Regions from separate parts of the Macaca mulatta genome. Here region 2 is linked to region 1. A link is a contact called in public Hi-C data. All regions are on one chromosome and are shown on one strand. The core of a region is the stretch at or near the end of the contact, and the rest is flanking DNA. Distances in the headings are between cores, read along the strand shown.

Region 1 (5,748 bases), core at 3,173-5,672:
ATACTGAGTGTCCCAAAGTACTGATCCCGGGTGTGTCTGTGAGCGTGTTGCCAAAGGAGATTAGCACTGGAGTCAGTGGACTGGGGAAGGCGGACCCACCCTCAATCTGGGTGGGCACCATCTAATCAGCTGCCAGCATGGCTGGAATATAAAGCAGGCAGAAAAATGTAAAAAAATGAGACTGGCCTAGCCTCCCAGCCTACATCTTTCTCCCGTGTGGATGCTTCCTGCCCTCGAACATTGGACTCTTTACGTTCTTCAGTTTTGGGACTCAGACTGGCTCTCCTTGCTCCTCAGTTTGCAAACAGCCTACTGTGGGACCTTGTGATCGTGTGAGTTAATACTTAATAAACTCTCCTTTATATATCTCTCTCTACAGAAATAAAAAATTAGCCAGCTGAAGTGATGCACACCTGTGGTCCCAGCTATTCAGAAGGCTGGGGTGGGAGGATCACTTGAGCCCTGGAGGTCGAGGCTGCAGTGAGCTGTGATTGCAACACTGCACTCCAGCCTGGGAGATAGAGTGAGACCCTCTCTCTCTTAAAAAAATAAAATAAAATAAAATAAAATAAAATACAGTAGTGAGACATTTCAGGCCATTTAAAGATTTGAAATTATGATCTTTAATATTCATTAAAAACTCGGTCATGTTTTCTTGTTTCCACCTCTACCCCAACGGAAAAAGAGAAAATACAGTGAAAAAGAGGTTTAAACTTAGTTTTTCTTCAGGTTGAGCCCTAGTGTGACTTTCAGTCAGAAATGGGTTATACTGTGGCCAGGCGCAGTGGCTCATGCCTGTAATCCCAGCACTGTGGGAGGCTGAGGGGGGCTGATCACTTGAGGTCAGGAGTTCAAGACCAGCCCTGGCAACATGGCAAAACCCTGTCTCTACTGAAAATGCAAAAATTAGCCAGGTGTGGTGGTGGGCGCCTGTAGTCGCAGCTACTTGGGAGGCCGAGGCAGGAGACACTTGAACCCGGGAGGTGGAGGTTGCAGTGAGCTGAGATCGCGTTACTGCATTTCAGCCTGGGTGACAGAGCAAGACTCTGTCTCAAAAAAAAAGTGTGTGTGGGGAGGGGTGCTTACATCGGAGAGTGTTTTTGTTTCTGCCTTCAAAGGTCATGCCAGGAGAAGATATATATATATATATTTTTTGAGACAGAGTCTCGCTCTGTCGCCCAGGTTAGAGTGCAGTGGCGCGATCTCGGCTCACCGCAAGCTCCGCATCCTGGGTTCCCGCCATTCTCCTGCCTCAGCCTCCTGAGTAGCTGGGACTACAGGCGCCCGCCACCACACCCAGCTATTTTTTTGTATTTTTAGTATAGACAAGGTTTCACTGTGTTAGCCAGGATGGTCTCCATCTCCTGACCTCGTGATCCGCCCGCCTCGGCCTCCCAAAGTGCTGGGATTACAGGCGTGAGCCACCGCGCCCGGCTATTTTTTTTTTTTTTTTTTGAGATGGAGTCTCGCTCTGTCACCCAGGCTGGAGTGCAGTGATGCAGTCTCGGCTCACCGCAAGCTCTGCCTCCCGGGTTCACACCATTCTCCTGCCTCAGCCTCCCTAGTAGCTGGGATTATAGGCATAAGCCACCGTGCCCAGCCCGAGAAGAGATTTTTTAAGTCACTTTACTCTATTTCCAAATCTTAGTCTTCCATATTTTTAGAGACCACCTGCCATGTCCTTTCCGTCTGAAGCCTGGCATCTCAAGCCTGGTGTGAAGGTGTGCTCCCCAATGAACAACTTCACCCTCCTAGGACAGCTTAGTCCCTCTCACCCTGTTCTCAGTAGTGGGGTGTGACATACCCACTGTGCACCTGACATACCCATTGTGCACACAACATACCCACTGTGCGTGTGACATACCCACTGTGCACGTGACATACCCACTGTGCGCACGCGACATACCCACTGTGTGTGCGCAACATACCCACTGTGTGCGCGACATACCCGCTGTGTGCGCGTGACATACCCGCTGCGCACGCGACATACCCGCTGCGCGCGCGACATACCCACTGTGTGCGCACGACATACCCACTGTGCGCACGACATACCCACTCTGCGCGCGACATACCCACTGTGTGCGCGTGACATACCCACTGTGCGCACGACATACCCACTGTGTGCGACATACCCACTGTGCGTGTGCAATATACCCACTGTGCACGAGACATACCCACTGTGTGAGATATACCCACTGTGCGAGATATACCCACTGTGCGTGAGACATACCCACTGTCTGTGCGACATACCCACTGCGTGCAAGATATACACGCTGTGCGTGACATGCCCGCTGTGCGCGACATACCTGCTGTGTGCGAGACATATGCACTGTGTGCAGGACATACCCGCTGTGTGAGATATACCCACTGTGCGAGATATACCCACTGTGCGTGACATACGCGTTGTGTGCGAGATATACCCACTGTGCGTGAGACATACCCACTGTCTGTGCGACATACCCACTGTGTGCAAGATATACACGCTGTGCGTGACATGCCCGCTGTGCGCGACATACCTGCTGTGTGCGAGACATATCCACTGTGTGAGATATATCCACTGTGCGAGATATACCCACTGTGCGAGATATACCCACTGTGCGAGATATACCCACTGTGCGTGACATACGCGCTGTGTGTGAGATATACCCGCTGTGTGTGTAACATACCCACTGTGTGCGTGACATACCCGCTGTGTGCGAGACATACTCACTGTGTGAGTGCAGGGCCTTTTCTCATTCGTGCTTGTCCCCCAGAAAGTCATGTCTGCTGGAACCTCAGAATGTGACCTTAATTTGGAAAACGGGTCTTTCCAGACATGGTTAGTTGACATGAGGCCATGTTACATTAAGGCAGGCCTCAGTCCACTGACTGGTGTCCTCATAAGAAGAGGAGAGGCTGACCAGACGCAGTTGCTCACGCCTGTAATCCCAGCACTTTGGGGAGACTGAGGCAGGCAGATCTCTTGAGGTCAGGAGTTCGAGATCAGCCTGGCCAACATGGTGAAACCCCATCTCTACTAAAAATACAAAAATCAGCCAGAAATTGCTTGAATCCTGGAGGTAGAGGTTGCAGTGAGCCGAGATCATGCCACTGCACTCCAGCCTGGGCAACAGAGCGAAACTGTCTCAACAACAACAACAACAACAACAACAACAAAGGAAAAAAAGGAGAGGCCACAGAGACGGGAAGAACTCTTGTGAAGACAGACACAGGGAGGGGGCCACGAGAAGATGGAGACAGAGTCTGGGGAGATGAGGCCGGGGAGCACTGAGACCCGCCAGAAGCTGGAGGCGGCAGGAAGGACCCTCCCCTGGAGCCTTCAGAGGGAACATGTTTCTGCCGACACCTTGGTCTCGGCCTTCTGGCCTCCAGAGCTGTGAGAGAATAAACTTCCGTCATTTAAAGCCACAGGAAATGGACACGTGTTCCTTGTATGTCGCACAGTATATATTTTCTTTTTTTCAGGTGGGGAGACAAGGTCTTGCCCTGTTGCTTAGGCTAGAGTGCAATGGCATGATCTCAGCTCACTGCAGCCTGGAGCTCCCAGCCTAAAGCAATCCTCCCACCTCAGTCCCCATCCCCTCCCACCCAGTAGCTGGGACTACAGGCACACACCCACCAAACTCGGCTACTTTTTGTATTTTTTTTGGAGAGACAGGGTTTCGCCATGTTGTCCAGGCCAATATATATTTTCCAGCACAGAAACAAAATTCTGTGCTGGAAAAGACCTGCATTCCTGCCTGTAGACTCCACGATTGTTAACAGTTTGCCTTGGTTGCTTATCTGCATACACCTATGTGCGTGTAGTGATTTACTTTTTTGCAGAATGAACTGCAGACATCATGACACGTCACCTTTACCAAAGAATTCAACAGTTATTTCTAAAATTAAATAAAATTCTTCTGCTTCAGGGGATGGCAAACTATCGTCCTAGGCCAAATCCAGCCACCCCCTGGGTTTAAAAGTAAAGTTTCGAGCCGAGAGTGGTGGCGCCTCTGGTCCCAGCTCCACCGGAGGCTGAGGCTGGAGGATCCCTGGAGCCCGCGAGGCAGAGGCTGTCGTAAGCCGAGATCGCGCCACTGCACTCCAGCCTGGGCGACAGAGCGAGATCCTGTCTCAGGAAAAAAATACAAGTGGGCTTATGAATAAAATAAGATTAAAAAACAACAAATCTTTGCCTCACAACCCCGGCCAGCCGCAGCCCCAGCGAGGCGCAGGCGCAGGCGCGCGCTCGACGGCTCCGCGCGTGCGCACAGGCAGGGAGCGCGCGCCCCCTCTGCAGTCTTAGGCCTCCGGGGGCTGCAGTTGCGCGGCTCGGCCACTGCGCGGCGGTGACGTGCGCCTGGGCGGTGTCACGGGCTGTGACGTCACGCCGCGCGCCGGGGCCAGGAGGAGGCGGGAGAGGGCGGCGCGTGCTCCGTGTGCTGGATTCCAGGAGACCCCGAGACAGGGGCGTCTCGGCGGCCGCCGCCGTCATGGTTTCGCGCTTGCAGCTCCCGCCTGAAATCCAGCTGGCTCAGCGTCTGGCGGGGAATGAGCAGGTGACCCGGGACCGGGCGGTGAGGAAGCTCCGGAAATACATCGTCGCCAGGACTCAGCGGGCCGCAGGTTGGTGGGGGTGTGGGCGGCTGGCGTCTCGGGGGCCGGCTGGGCTGGGGCGGGTGTGGGCGGCGGCGGCCGGGGCTGGGGGCCCTCGGAGTCCTATGGAACCTCCACGTGGCCGGGCCAGGCAGGCGGAGCCCATGGGCCTGTTCCTGCTGCTACCGGTCCGCGGTCCCCGTGGCCGCTTTCCCTCGTGGTGCGGTGACTTCTGTTCCCTCTGCGAGGACGCTCCTTCCCAGCCCCCAACTCCTTTCCTAGCTCAGACGTCCCCTCCCTCAAGTAGACCATGTACTCCTGCTGCCCTGCTGTTTAGGCACCCAGTATTTTTCCCTCGTGGTAGCATTTCCCACTGTTAGCAGTTTTCTGTTTGCGTAATTATTGGATTGTTTTCCGATTTCCACTCAGGGTATCTCTCTGAGGGCCGAGAATCTACTTGTTCGTTGTACCTGGTGGTTCTCCGAGCGTGGTCCCCCATCAGCAGTAGCATCCCCTGGACATGTGTTAGAAATGCAGATTCTATGCCGTGCGCAGTGGCCCAAGCCAGTAATCCCAGCTACTCGGGATGCCGAGGTGGGAGGATCGCAGGAGCCCAGGAATCCAGCCTGGGCAACAGAGCAAGAATGCGTTTTCATTACAAAAGAAAAGAAAGAAATGCAAGTTGTAGGGTCCCAGCCCCGCCAAATCAGGTCTAGCATGTGCTTTATGAAGCTGTTCGGCTGATACTGCTCCCCACACTCAGCTTGAGAACCACTGCTACAGGAACAGCTTGCCAGACATAGGACTTAAGTGAATGTCAACGGAGTAATGTTTTAAATTAAACTTTTTAAAAAATTTTTCTGAGTGAGACAGACCTCACTGTCATCCAGGGTGGAGGAGTGCATTGGCACTATTATGGCTCACTGCAGCCTCTACCTCCCAGGCTCCAGTGAGCCTCCCATCTCAGCCTCCCCAGTAACTGGGACTACGGGGGGCGCTGTGCCACCAGGCCAGCTAAATTTAGTATTTTTTGTACAAATTGGGGTATTCCTGTGTTGCCCAGGCTGGTCTTGAACTCCTGGCTTCAAGTGATCCCGCCTCAGCACTCAATTCCAAAGTGTTGGGAGTACAGGCATGAGCCACTGCACCTGGCCTGAGTAATCTGTTTCT
Region 2 (5,595 bases), core at 1,351-3,850, 140 kb before region 1:
CAGGAGTTGGAGGCTGCAGTGAGCTATGATCATGCCACTGCCCTCCAGTCTGGGCAACAGAGCAAGAACACGAAAAACAAAAGTCATACAAGAGCTCTATTCCTAAAAGTCAAAGAAAACGCCTGCAACTTTTTATCATTGCAGCACCAAACTAATCAGGAGAAAAAGGAAGTCATCTAGACTGGTTTCCCACCGGGTTTGCTAAGCCTTCTGCCCGTGATCTCATCTATTCACCCCAAGCCTCCAAGATCGTCCAGATGGAAATTAAGGCACGGGAGCTTGGTGACTCTCAATGCAGCACAAATAATAAGGAGTGGAAGCAGGATGTGAACACGGGTCTGGCCCCAGAGTCCAAGCGCCTTCTCCATCGCATGCAATCAGTTAGTTATAAAATCGATGGAGGGGCCGGGCGCAGTGTAATCCCAGCACTTTGGGAGGCCGAGACGGGCGGATCACGAGGTCAGGAGATCGAGACCGTCCTGGCCTACACGGTGAAACCCCGTCTCTACTAAAAAATACAAAAAACTAGCCGGGCGAGGTAGCGGGCGCCTGTAGTCACAGCTACTCGGGAGGCTGAGGCAGGAGAATGGCTTGAACCCGGGAGGCGGAGCTTGCAGTGAGCTGAGATCCGGCCACTGCACTCCAGCCTGGGCAACAGAGCAAGACTCCGTCTCAAAAAAAAAAATAAAATAAAATAAATAAAAAATCGATGGAGGGCAGATTCTGAGACTGACGCTGTCTCGCTAAGTCCCGGAGCACGGGGCCAGGGCCTTCGGAAGGGAACTGGGCTTCCACAGGGCAGAGAGAGGTGACCATCCATCCCACGCTCCCATGCCCACTTTGGCGCCATTGAGTGCCCCCACCGCGCGCAGCCTCACAGACCGGGTCCCCGCGTGGGTTTGGAGGCGAAAGTCGCCTCCCACCCACGTCTTCGCCCCGCTCCGGCCCAGCTCACGCTGTCCGGGGAGGAAGTCTCCAGGCCTCCCCCAAGCACACGACAGCAGGCCGTCTCCGAGCGCACTGGGAGCGGCCCTGAGGGGAGCGAATGGCGACGGCTCAAACACGCTGGCGGTGGGCAGGGCTTCCCCACTGACCCTGCAGGCCTTCTCAGCACCGCCTGCTTCGCCCATAGCAGCCGCGGCCTCGGCTCCGTTCTCCTGCGCGGCGGCGTGCCCTCTGACCCCTGACGCCAGAAAGCGCGGGAACGTGTCCACGCCGGGGGTCGGGAACGGAGAGGCGCGAGGCTCAAACCTCGCAGAATTTGCGCAGTATTCTCGGCCGAGAGCGCGAGGAGTGGTCTTGGCGAGGTCCCACTTTGGCTCTTCTGGCTTAGCCGGGGTTTTAAACTTAGCCGGGGTTATCTGCAAAGCAGAAGGAAAGTCAGCCCCTGATGTAAGTGTCAAGTAAAATAAATCGGATGAGTCCTTTCCTGTTTGGCGAGGAATGCTACACTATGGGGGACTGTTTCAAACTGGCAGTCTTTGCTGGAAACCTCGCCTCCGCGGTTCGCCTTCCTTCGCTCGGATTCAGGCGCTTTTATGTTAAGGGTTGAATTTTTGTGTCAACAGGCACCTCGGGAGGTCGCCCACATAACTGAGCGGAGCAACTGAGATAACCCCCCGCTACGTGTGGAGTGACCTAGTCCATTAGCTTGCCCCGGCACGCCCGCTGAGTCCGCAAAATATAGGATGTTCTTGGGTTTTAGATGAACCCAAAGCTAAGATTTCTTCCCTCTCTGGAGTTAGCAAGCAGCCCGCCCTGCCCAACTCCCCTGGAAGCGCGCGTGCTCTCCAGGCTTCGGGACGCCGGCGCGGGTGCCCCAGCACTGGCACTAGGGCTCCAGAGTAAGGGGCGCGCCGACCTGCCCGAGCCTCTGCAGGCGCTGGCGGAAGGTGAGCCCTTCACCCGCTCAACAGGCCCCAGTGCCGGCCTTTCCTTCCAGTCTTAACTCCACCCGGGGACCCGGGGGCTCCACAGTTAAAAACTCCGTGCCACGGAGATCGCAGGTGAGCTGCTGGCTCAACGGGGTGTGCTAAATGGGATTAAAGATCCTAGACTGTGGCCAGGCGCGGTGGTTCAATCCCTTAATCCCAGTGCTCAGGGAGGCCGAGGCGGGAGGATTGCTTAAGCCCAGGAGTTTGAGACCAGCCTGGACAACATAGCGAGACCCCATCTCTACAAAAATAAAAAGTAGTGGGGCGTGATAGCGCGCGCCTGTAGTCTCAGCTACTTGGGTGGTCGACATGGGAGGATCGCTTGAGTCTGGGTGGTCGAGGCTGCAGTGAGCCAAGATCACCGCCAAGATCGCGCCCCTGCACTCCAGCCTGGGCGACAGAGGGAGACCCTGTCTCAAAAACAAAAAATCCTAGACCGTTTACAAACAGCCGTCCGTCTCTTCCTGGCCAAGTCCTAACCCTGGCTAACCTCGCCGTGTACAGCCTGAATTTTGGCAACCGAAAGGCAGAGCCGGCGCCACTCGCACAAGAGATGGGCCGCTCCGCCCGCTGCCAGGGCCACGGCCGCGCTCACTCCCAGAGCGCGCTGCGAGCCGCGGCGCCTTTGTGACGCCATCAACCCGCGCGCCGTCGCCGCCTTCTGTGCAGTCGAGGCCCTGGCGGACGGCTGCTGGCTGCTCCGCGGCGCTCGGCTGGCGGCAGCTGCACCGCGGGTTGCGCGGCCGGGGATGCTCCAGCGGGCGCGATGGCCCCCGCCATGCAGCCGGCCGAGATCCAGTTTGCCCAGCGGCTGGCGTCCAGCGAGAAGGGCATTCGGGACCGGGCGGTGAAGAAGCTGCGCCAGTACATCAGCGTGAAGACGCAGAGGGAGACAGGTGGGCGCACGGCGGCGGTCAGCCGCGCCACATGGCGGGCCGGGGGCCGGGGCTGGGGCCAGGGCCCTGGCACGGAACGCGGCTTCCACGTGTTGTCGTGACACCCAGCGTGTGCTTAGGTTTCCGCGCTGCCAGAACCGCTTCTTGCTGTGTCTAGTGCCTTTTTACACTTGAGGAAACGGGTTGAGGGTGTTCCGTTACTTGTGAAAGTCACAGTAAGCGGGAAAGCTGAGAAAAGACCCACATGGGTCCGATTCCCCAGCCGGCATCTCGAATCACTGGGCTGCCCTCATTTGCCCTGGTGTCCGGTCGGTGATTGCCGCCTTTCTTTGACCAGCACCTTTACGTGCCGGGGCTGGAGGAGAGAAGACAGAAGCACTACTCTCGAGGATTTGTTAGTAATAAAGCAAGGAGGCAAACAGGCAAATAAAGTAGACCTTGTGTAAGTGTAGTAAAGGAAATGAAAACCAGGTAGTAGGCCGGGCGCGGTGTCTCACGCATGTAATCCCAGCACTTTGGGAAGCCGAGGCGGGCGGATGACCGGAGGTCGGGAGTTCGAGACCAGCCTGGCCAATCCAACATGGTGAAACCCCGACTCTACTAAAAATACAAAATTAGCCGGGCATGGTGGCGCATGCCTGTAATCTCAGTACTCGAGAGGCTGAGGCAGGAGAATCGCTTGAACCTGGGAGGCGGACGTTGCGGTGAGCCGAGATCGCACGATTGCACTCCAACCTGGGCAACAAGAGCGAAACTACGTCTCAAAAAAAGAAAGAAAGAGAGAAAGAAAGAAAACCAGGTAATAGCAAGAAGTGAAGGAGGTTGCTCTTCTTGATAGACTGTTCTGGGAAGGCCTCTCGGGTGATGTTCAGCTGAAATCTGAAGAGAGATGAGCGGAAAGCGCCTATGCAGAGGCAGGAAAGAGCTTCACGTGCCCTAGGAGTGGTTTGAAAGACCAATTAAGTTGTGGGTGGGCGGGGAGAGTGTGATGAGATGAAGTTGGAGATTGTAGGCAGTGGCCAGATCACACAGGGCTTTGTAGTGTAGATTTTAACGGCACTGCTGTTGAATGATTTCATTTACCTGATCCAAGAATATTTTCTGTAAACTCTTGAGTGAGCCCATACGATATGAACTACAATGTGTGACAGAGGTTTTAAGATAAAGTTTGATTTAGTTACTGATGGTACTAATACATTTAGAATCTGCTTAAAAGAACAGATATTATCTCCCCCATTACTGACATTCTCAGTTTGTTTTAAGAAAAATCACCAGACTACCCAAAAAAAGAAAATAAACTTTCCTGGGAAGTCTGGTAGAAAAAGGAATGAAGACCAAAATTCCTGACTTTGATTCTGTTAGGGATGTCCCTAAGAGATTTTGTTTACTCTCACAGTTCCAGGTAGTCCATATATGCTGGGGGTTTCTAAACCTAAATTGTTGACCCAGCCCTTTCCTACTTGCAACTGGGATGTGCCTTGCTAGCCTGGCTTCTCTACCTGGCACCTCACACTCAGGATGCCAAAAAACGTCATATTTTCTTTCCCCGAAAGCCTGTTGTCTGCTGCTGCTCCTCTACCACCTGTTTTCTCTTCTTTTGGTTGCTAGTTCCCACCAGCCATTCGGATTCCAGCTGGACGCAGGGGATTGTCCTGGACTCCTCTGTCTTCCTCATCCTCTTCCCCTGGCCCACATCCAGTGTCCCTCAGTCCTCCCTCCTTCGCCTCCTGATGAAATAAATTCTCTGACTGTGGGCCCTTTGCATCTCACCCAAACTTCTGCACCTGCATATTCCCTAACTGGTCTCCTTAACTTCATTTGTGTCCCCCCGAATCTGTCCTCCACAGACCAGCCCAGGGTCATCTTCCTAAAACAAATCTGATCCCACATCACCAATATTTTTTGAAATTCAGTGTCTGCAAGTCATGATCTGTCCTCAGGTGCTCTTCCTCCCTAAGCCCCATGTGACTGCTTCATGTTCTGTCAACAGAACCAGTCATGGATCTTGGTGTATAGCACACAATTTCTCACCTCTCTGCCTTTGCTTCTCCTGTTCACTCTGCAAAGAATCCCACACCTTCTTCACTCCCAGCATTCAGTTCAGTATCACTTCCTTCAAAAAGCCTCCCCTAGCATCTCGCCCTACTCCTCCAGGGTCTAAAACATCCATTGTGTCTCTGTTGTAGCACTTAGCTACATTGCTGCTTAATTATCAATGTGCCATTCTACTCCCAAAACAGTGTAAGCTTCCATCTGTTTTCTTAGCCAGAAGTGGGAGTACATGCAGCCATGAAAGGTCTTGGCCTATACAAAAGTAGAAGACAAGAAGCAATACTTATGGTGCTAAAACAGCCTAGACAGAGCCTTTTGCTCAAACCCTTTGGTGAGCCAGCCCAGGATTTGCAGATGCTGAGGTTACGCAGGGGGCCTAAGACCAGTTTACACCAGTGCTCCAGAGTCCTGTCTGGTTAGTGCCTGTCACACCCAGAGTTTCTTGTCTTGTACGTCTTGTTCACCACCACATGGCATGGAGTACACTGGGCCTTCAAAAAATAACTCTGCAGCGTGAACGTCATGGACAGTGATAATGGGACAAGAAAACACACGGTCTCCGCCACAGCTATGCCCCACCACAATTAAAACACAAATTTGGAAATAACTTGGCCTGACATTTGACTCCCATTGACAGGCTCAAACTTTTTTGCATCTTGTCTTAGGCATCATAAAGGAAATCTGAGATTTCACTCTTCCTGAAACATGAGCTG

What was found. Hi-C and Micro-C count contacts between places; a contact is called where the count stands out from the background.
Region 2: a Hi-C map of fetal cortex germinal zone shows a contact between it and region 1, with 2.4 times the contacts expected there. The contact joins the promoter of RRP1B here to the promoter of RRP1 in region 1. A contact is called at or near these places in 2 of 14 Hi-C or Micro-C datasets (fetal cortex germinal zone and liver).

The regions. Positions count from the first base shown.
Region 1 is chr3:3,737,438-3,743,185 of T2T-MMU8v2.0, reverse strand. RRP1 (ribosomal RNA processing 1) reads left to right here and starts at 4,422. Exons shown (of 13, transcript XM_077995597.1): 1 at 4,422-4,608. The coding sequence starts at 4,476.
Region 2 is chr3:3,879,764-3,885,358 of T2T-MMU8v2.0, reverse strand. RRP1B (ribosomal RNA processing 1B) reads left to right here and starts at 2,600. Exons shown (of 16, transcript XM_077995535.1): 1 at 2,600-2,830. The coding sequence starts at 2,701. It overlaps HSF2BP (heat shock transcription factor 2 binding protein), which reads right to left and starts at 2,574. Exons shown (of 8, transcript XM_077995593.1): 1 at 2,425-2,574; 2 at 1,095-1,361. The coding sequence starts at 2,571.